Linked DNA regions of Gossypium hirsutum: region 1 is linked to region 2. The links are chromatin contacts, called in public Hi-C maps. All regions are on one chromosome and are shown on one strand. The core of a region is the stretch at or near the end of the contact, and the rest is flanking DNA. Distances in the headings are between cores, read along the strand shown. Region 1 has its middle 33 kb from the start of LOC107918232. Region 2 holds the start of LOC107918232 (F-box/kelch-repeat protein At1g67480).

What was found. A called contact is a pair of places that touch in the nucleus more often than the background predicts.
Region 1: a contact with region 2 is called in a Hi-C map of leaf, with 2.6 times the contacts expected there. The contact joins the enhancer-like site here to the promoter of LOC107918232 in region 2. A contact is called at or near these places in 6 of 34 Hi-C or Micro-C datasets (fibers, leaf and seedling).

Annotation. Positions count from the first base shown.
Region 1 is chrA01:95,190,278-95,194,757 of Gossypium_hirsutum_v2.1, reverse strand. No RefSeq gene overlaps it. Among protein-coding and RNA genes, the nearest start is that of LOC107918232, 33 kb to the right of the region's middle. Within about 2 kb of position 1,822, at least 5 of the 9 cell types and tissues checked have an H3K27ac peak or open chromatin away from gene starts, as enhancers often do. A contact at or near this core is called in leaf, where this site is marked.
Region 2 is chrA01:95,156,425-95,161,063 of Gossypium_hirsutum_v2.1, reverse strand. LOC107918232 (F-box/kelch-repeat protein At1g67480) reads left to right here and starts at 1,503. Exons shown (of 2, transcript XM_016847770.2): 1 at 1,503-2,289; 2 at 2,377-3,169. The coding sequence starts at 1,769. The coding sequence ends at 3,004. It overlaps LOC107918230 (mannosyl-oligosaccharide glucosidase GCS1), which reads right to left. Exons shown (of 22, transcript XM_016847769.2): 22 at 705-4,639.

The DNA.
Region 1 (4,480 bases), core at 573-3,072, 33 kb before region 2:
ATTTAAAATGTTTGTAAAATAAAAAGTTAAAACATTTATAAAAAAAATATTATCATAGATAGATTTTATTAAATATTAATAATTTAAAACTATGTTATAAATTACTTTTAATCTAATATTTTTAATAATTATTTTTATTCTTATCTATCATTATAATTACATTTAAATTTAAACACTCATCTATCTAATCATATTTTTAACCTCATTATCTGCAAGGAGAATAGCATCGCATGTGTCTTGTTTAGTCCTTTTAAATCTGACAACTACACTGATATAGAAACAAAATGAATGTTAAATGAGATAGGTATTAAATGGAAATAGTGAGAGTAGCAACCAAACAATGGCATTTCCTATATAAAGAAAATAAAATGGTTAGATGAAATTTTATTTATTGCCTTAATTGCTAGGCTATGTTACCACATGCCTTGGCTTATTATTTTTCCTTTCGTTGCTCAAGATTTGGTCTTCTTTGTAGTTGCGATGTAATTTTAATTATATTAAAAACATAAGCCAGCAACGTCACCCACTTTTCATCAAACGACAGCTGTTTTGGACACTCTATACATCTGAATCTAAAATTTATCTGGTATTTGAATTTTACATCTGACATTTGTATTATTTTTAGATTTAATTTGATATTCGAATTTGACATTTTAATATTCGAAAATAATCTTAACTTTTTAGTGTTGATTTGATTGAAATTCATAATTAACTAGTAATATTAATAATTAATTTTCATCAAATATTCTTTAAAATCCGAATTAAATTATATTCATCAAACAGTATTTAAAAAAATAAACTCATAACTAAATAAATTCATAATTAACGCTAAATTTATTCTACATAAAAAATTCAAACTTAATAATATTAGCAATTAACTTTAAACAAATCAACCCTAAAACCTAAATTAAGTATTAAAATGTTAACTTTGTTGTTTTTGAATATCAAAATATACAACTTTTATTAAATACAAGATAAATTAGACAAAAATAACACAAGTATCAAATTAAAAAATATAGTAGCAAAGTTTAAATTATTTTCCAATTCAGTAGATGCTAAATGTAAATAGTTGGGCGTGACTGGTATATACAATTAATTAATTATTCTTGTTAATTGTAGATGTTAGTACCCTTCCAAAACAAGAAAAAAAAAATACCCACCTAACAAGACATGAATTGTGTTTTAATTCTCAGGGGGTGTTGCACTAAGGTCTATTACATTGATTTCATACATTTTTTTATTTATTTTAGAGACAAACAAAAATAAAAAATATATATATATATTTTGTTAAATTAATTATGTGTAGTACATGCATTATTATATGTAATCAATCACCTCCTCCAATATACTTGGTCAATTCAATATTTTGATCATCTAAAAAGCCGTCCAAAGTTCAATAATCAACTCGCCAGCCTATAAGTTTGATACAAACTCTTTGCAGTAAAACCCACATCAAGCTTACTGAATAAATAAGCATTTTTGGGTAACCTATCTTAAAAGATTCTCAACAATTCCATATTTTCTAATTTATAGTATTACAAAATTGAATATGTGAAGGTAATGATAGTCCTTATCATGAAGGAAACATATCGATGACCATGCCCATATATTGGACCGCTGAGGCTAAGCTATCCTAAAGCACTTGCAGTTATAGATTAGAGTGGTGGGTGGCCCATCCCACGTCTCTTTCTTACCTTTGGAATTACCAATCAAAACTGTGATTTGTTTTTAAGTTTAATATTTATTCTATTATTAGAAAGTGAGGTAGCTTCCACCAACAAGGCTCAACCGCCTCAAAGGCAGATAGCAACCCCGTCCCCATCAAGTTTGGTCCCGCAAAGATCCAAATCGCCCATTCGCCCCTAAATAAATTGGTAACCCTACACCACACACAATAAAAACCAAACTGCCCATTCCCCTGGATCTTTTTCTTTGTTATTTATGGTGGAGGACCATACACCCTATTTAACCTCCCAACTCTGGGGGTTGTATGGCATCAATGAATTGAATCTCTTTTGAGTTTGATTGTTTTCTTTTTTTTCTGAAAAAGAAAAACAATATCATAGGATACCACAAATATGGCATGTGGTGAACAGTGGAACCGACCAAAAATATAGAATCTCAAAAATCATTTGTCCACCTCAATCTCCTCCCGGAAACCCTACACTATAAAACTTGTGTGTTCCTATTTAGTATAAGACACAACCACAAATATCTTTTTTCCTCAACTCTAGGACGATTTTTATTGTTACCATTTTTACAAAAGAAGATAAGGATTGCATTTGGACGTGAGATAAGGATGCGTTAATGATTGGATTTAATTTTCTACCAAATAGTAAACTCATTTTAACTAGAAATTAATTGTGGTTATAACTATATGTAAACTGTAATTAAAATAAATAGTGTGGAATGAAGCAATATGATGGTAGTAAAGGTAGGAGTGTAGAAAGTGCGAAAAGGGGTGAAGCCTTGGTATTTATAACTAGTTTTAGGGTGCCTAATAGGCTACCTTAAGTCATTCATTGGTGGACCGTGGAGTGTAGCGAATAACTAGTTTGTGGGTTCTACAACCTTTGTTTCTCCTTTTCGATGAGGCTGTTAATCCTAAGCTGGTGATTCGCTCTTTGCTTCACAATACTTATGAGCTTGGACTTTCTTTGAGTTTAGAGATACAAATTGAGTATTTTGCTCTTAAGTTGATATAAAAACATAAATATTGAAGTGGATTGATATAAAAAATTTGTTGGTTGAAGTATCCGTATCTCACATAAAGTTATTACTAGTTATATGCTAATCACCAAATATTACTCTAATACCTATTCATGTAAATTGATAATATAAATTTCTAAACTAAATCAAAGAAATAAAAATAGGCAAGGCAAATTAAAATGAAATAATCAATCAATAATAAAAATTTAGGATTACAATTTTATCCAATGTATTAGCTAATTGTTCTATCTTCACTCAATCTATCTTACTATCCAGGGGTACTAGATTTCTCTTATATCTTTTCCAAGCAATTAAAGAACTAAATTAATCTAACTATTGAGCTATATTTCTATCCCAATAATTTAAACCAAATTGATTAAGAACAAACCCTAATTTTGGCTACCCAAGGTAATAATATATATTTCTATCCTAATTATGAATCATAGATTAACCCATCTAATTTAAACCAATAACTATTCATTTTAGACATAAAACGCAAACTCATCTTCTACTTTCTTTAAGTTTGGTCAAACTATTATCAATAAAGAACAAAAAAATTAATGAATAAATAATCAAATCTCTATTAAAAATAAAAAGAGATGGAAATAGAAAAATATTTAATTAACTAAACATGGAATTCATTGCAATCCTAAAAAAAACCTTAGCTCTTTGAGAATTAAAAAAAAAATCAAATAAAAAACTACTCCTAGAAAAATGGAAACAAGAAGAAAATCTATGGAGAAACTCAATTTTCTTGATGAAATCTGTCGATTCTTGATGCGTGAAGGCTTTGACAACTTCTCCTCTTTTCTTCTCTCCTTTGAGTTTCGGACTCCTTTTTTTTCTCTTTTATAACTCCTAAAAATTGCAACTCTTGAAAACAATTCAAGTATGTGCGCTACTCCAAGAAGCAATCTTTCCGCTAGAGTGAAAAGTTGTATGTCTGCTTTTGCTGGGTACAAAAAATTTTCATTGAAGCGAAAATCTGCCTTCATTATCTATGTCAAGCTAACATTTCCTCATACTTTGTTGGACTTACATTAGCTAAGAATACTAAAAAAATGAGTCTGATTTAACACTAATAATATATAATTAACTAAAACATAAATAAAATAAAATTCCTAAAATCTACTAAAATTAACTTATAAAATAAACTAAAATCCTACTAAAATAAAATACCAAGTAACTCTAAGATATTAGAGTTATCAATTTATGTGCAAATATGTCAATATACATTAGATAAAAATTGAAAATTTTCACTATATTTTAATTTTGTTGATATTTAACATTCTACTTTTAAACTAAAGTTAATTTATCACTCTATTTCAACTCTATATTGAAATTTGCCACTTCTATTGAATTTTAAAACTAAAGTTTAATTTTTGATTAAATTTTACTATTAAATTTTAACTTAAATTAACTTTAAGTTAAATTTAATAAAAATATTTTGAATATACTTTATAGAGAAATTGAAATCCTTCACTCTATTTTAGTTTTATTGATATTTGTAATTATACTTTTAAGCTAAATGTAAATCCATTCAACTCCATATTGAATTGTGCCACTTTCATTGATTTTGAAACAAAAGTTTGGTTTTTTTAAAAAAAAAATTAAATTTCACTATTAAATTTTAATTTAAATTAACTTGATTTAAATTTAATAAAAATATTTTAAATAATTAATTAATTATCATAATAATAAATATTAATAAAAAAATTTATTTAAAAACTAAAATATTTTTAAACTATTTTTAAAGGTATTCAAATTTTCC
Region 2 (4,639 bases), core at 254-2,753:
CTATTATTAGACCCTATATTTTGTGTAAATTATAAATTTAATATTTATATTTTAATTTTTAAATTAAAAATATATATTAATATTTAGTATATTAAAAGTGTATTTTTTTAATTTTAAAAAATTAGAGTGAAAATATAAAAAAGTAAAGCCAAATCATTCTCCTATATTAGACTTGACTTCTTTTTTTTCTTTTTACCAGGAAAAGAATTATTTGTCTGATGTCACGAAATAAACGGAGGCTTAAAATGAAAGAAATAAATGAATAAATAATGATGATGATAATAATGATAATGAGATGATTAGTGAGTGGTGGAACCCTCTCGCCCTTTTCTGCCTTGCTTTTTCTATGCTTATAAATTCTTTCCCTTATTCATGGCTGCTTTGCCTCAAAACACTCTCATCCCCTTTTACGCCTTTCTTTTCAACACCAACCCTTTTTCATTCTCCTCTTTTCCAGGATCTTCAAAGGTAAATCCCCCTTTCCTCACACCTCTATATACATTGCCTCCTTTCTCCTTTCTTTTAAAATTTATGTTCATTTAGGTTTTTTTTTTCCTTTAAAAATTTTAAACCAAAAAAAAAAATATTTCTTACCAGGTTAGAGAACCTGTTGAGACGTGAACTTGGGGATCTTTTTAGTGTTTATCTTCAGATCTAACGTGTTTCAATAGTATTATTGCCAGACTGTTAGGATTTTGGATAAGAACATTCGGCTGTCTTCCTACCCCCCCCCCAACTTTACTTTCCAGGAATCTGGGTTTTCTGGTTGTTGATAGATGATTTGTTGGTCTGCTGCCTTTTACTTTAATCCTTTTGATTCTATGATATCATACATTTCATCTTAAGAACTCATCTGTTAATTTTAGTTGTAGTTATTTTAATTTAAGTTAGGGTGGTTGGGTAGGTCAAGTCAAGATCTGGGTTTTACAAGTTCAGAGATATATAATAAGCCCCTTGAGTTGTTCGCCCCTTTTGTGTATCTACCACCGCAAATAAATTAATACCTTCTTTTTGCAACATGTTAGAGTTTTAGGTTTAGAATAATAGAAAGGAACACTTACTTCACCACTACCACCACCACCACCATTATTATTATTATTTTGTATTTCTGTTTGGCTTTGGGTGTTTCCCAGCAGTACATAAGTCACTGCTGCCGGCCTGGAGAATCATGATCAAAACAAGTTGTCTATTTGAAGACAGAATCGCTGTTATATGAACTGGATATGTATTGGTTGAATTGACCTTTCTTCATTTTAATTTATATATTCAGGTGATTACTGGTTTCATCATAATGGAAGTTATTGGGGGCTAAAACTTCTGAATTTTATGGCCTTAAAAGGTATTGATTTGACAATGACCGTAGAGATAAGCTATTGTTTCTTTGGTTTCCTGTCGGTAAGCTATTGTTTCTTTGGTTTCCTGTCTTCATACTAATTGGTTATGGTTTTACAATCTTGCATTTAGTTATTTGGGCAATGTGTGGGCAACGGAACGGATACAGAGGTGTGGGAAAAGCTTTGCAGAGTTCAACAGGAAAGAGGGCTTTTGGCATGGAATATGAATCAGATTGGACTAAGAATAGAGTTTCATCGGCATTTACAGCTCAAGTCATCCGTTCTGCTACATCACTTATGCCTTGGAGTTGTAAAATCCCTATAGGTGATGGATTTCATGAGTTTCTTTAATTAGTTGACTAGCATTTATAAATATTGACGCATTCTTTTGGGAAAATATATTTGTACCGCATACGAGAACCATCTAGAAAAAAATGCCTGGTTTTGTGAGAGAAAAGAAGAGAATCACAGAACCCAATATGTGTCTCAGCTCCCCGCTTATGCCAGATCATTCAAAAGGCAATCACCGTTCACCCTCTCAGGCTACTGATGAAATAGAAAGCCCGTTGCTTCCAGGGCTACCGGATGATGTGGCCAAGTATTGCCTTGCTCTAGTTCCTCGTTCTAGCTTCCCTTCCATGGGTGGTGTATGTAAGAGGTGGAGATCATTCATTCAAAGCAAAGAATTCTTAATGGAACGAAAGATAGCTGGAATGCTTGAAGAGTGGCTTTATGTTCTAACTATGGATTCTGAAGGAAAGGAAAGCCACTGGGAGGTTTTGGATTGTTTGGGCCAGAAACATAGGCTTCTTCCACCAATGCCTGGTCCAGAAAAAGTTGGATTTGGGACAACTGTCCTCAATGGAAAGCTTCTTGTACTTGCTGGCTATTCAGTCATCAACGGAACTGCTTCTGCCTCTGCAGACGTTTATCAATATGATTCTTGCCTCAACTGGTTTGTTTTCCATTTTCACTTTTTATATGACGCTTAATATTTTGTCTTGGACTTCTTATTGGTTTTAACACATCATCATAATTGCAGCTGGAGCAAACTAGCAAACTTAAATGTTGCTCGCTATGATTTTGCTTGTGCGGAGGTAAATGGTGTGGTTTACGTCGTTGGAGGCTATGCGGTTGAAGGCGAGAGCCTCTCCACTGCAGAGGTGTATGACCCTGACACAGATAAGTGGACACTCATTGAAAGTCTACGTCGACCTCGCTGGGGTTGTTTTGCCTGTGGATTGAACGGAAAGCTTTATGTCTTAGGTGGTAGGTCAAGCTTCACTATTGGAAACTCGAGGTTTGTTGATGTGTACAACCCTGAGAAGCAGACTTGGTGTGAGATGAAAAATGGGTGTGTGATGGTCACTGCCCATGCTGTGCTGGAGAAGCAGCTTTTCTGCATGGAGTGGAAGAACCAGCGGAAGCTGGCAATATTCAACCCAGATGACAATAGCTGGAAGATGGTTTCGGTGCCATTGACAGGGAGCACAAGTATAGGGTTCCGTTTTGGGATATTGGATGGAAAACTGCTACTATTGTCAGTGGAAGGGGACCCTGGTTACCACACACTTTTGTATGATCCAAATGCAGCCCCGGGTTCAGAATGGCAAACTTCTGAAATAAAGCTTTCTGGTCTGTGCCTATGCAGTGTGACTATTAAAGCTTGAAAGAAGCATGCCCTGATAATTTAAGGATCTTCAGTGACGAATGACCTATGTATTCTCATTTAAGTTAAATTTGATTGTGTTAAGCTGATTTGGACTGGGAACATGTCAGAACCCAAAACCTATGTTGTTGAGGTTGAACTTGTTAATTGGATTTCTGTTTTATCATTTCTTTTTTCAAAATATCCTGGGTGATAATGCTTTATATCTTTCGTCTTGTTTTTTTGGTGGTTGGGAAGTGGCACAAAACTAAAGCTGGCTGGCTTGTTTACATGGATTAGCGATATAAGCAGGATTGAATATGCAAATATAGAGCAGAGAGGAAGGGTGGGAAATGAGTTTAATATCAGGGATGTGGGGAGGAGATAATAATGGCTCAAGAAACAGATGTAGAGTGGCTGATGCACGCAATTGAAGGCAGCATCAATCAGCAGGATCAAGTTTTAGCCAATAAATTCCATATTGTCCTTGATCAAGGCTTCTTCAGAGCTCCTTACTTCGTTCATTCATTGATCATTGGTCTTCGAGGCCAATGATATTGCCCTTTTCAGGTCCTTGCTTAATAAGTTACCAAACCCTCAACTCATATTTCTCAATTCTCACTTCCGCCTATAAGCTGGGTTACCCCCAGCCTACAAAGCCTCAGTGTAAAAAAGGATGGGCCCACCCCTCACCATCTATTTTCTTTTAGAAACATACTTCATGTCCCAAGTTCAAATCATGTCTTAACTTAATCTTACCTGCGAATTATCTCCAAAGCTATTTTGATTTAACTTTTCAATTTATTTATCTAATTATACCTTCTAATGCTTCATCTGTTTATAATTTATACAAATACTGCTTGTAACTAAAACTAAGAGTTGTTTTGCCATAACCCCGCGCTTATTTTGCAAGAAAAAGTTTGGCAAACAATAATTGACTAATGAAAATCTATTTTTATTTTAAAAACACAAGTTTTTTTGAAAATTATTGAAATAAAACAAAAGGTATATATCTTAATTTAAGGATCAAGAATAGAGACATCCCTTTCTTGATCAATACATTTAAAGCTAAAAAGGATCAACACTTTTAAATGTAATATAATTTTTTTTTATATCAATTCACAAAATAACAAAAAGATTTTGCACAACCATTCAAACAATAAAGAAATTACTTCTTTTGTAAAGTAATTTAGTTTTTAGAAAATCATTTTTTGTATAACAATCAGACCTTAATTCCATCTTAAAACTTTGAAAAAAAAATTTCAAAAAATTTCATCTTAAAACAGGAATACTATAAGTTGTTTGAAAAAAAAGTAACGCAAAATATGTTAAATTATACATGAAAAAGGAAAAATAAAATAAAATATGATCTAAATCCAAGTAAATTTAGTACTTAATTCATCAATTTTTATTTAAAAGAATTTAATCTCTCTAATTTTAATTTAAAAAACATAAATTTAATTGACACCGTCAAAAATTTTCTATTAAATTAGATTCATTACAATGTTTTTTTTTCCAAATAAATATTATTTTAATTTTAAAATGTATCGCCAGTAAATTTTATAGAAATTTTTTAAGATAATGCTAACAATTAGAATTAAATTTTAAAATTTAAAAAGTATAAAGATTAAATTCTTAAAATAAAAATACATTTTAG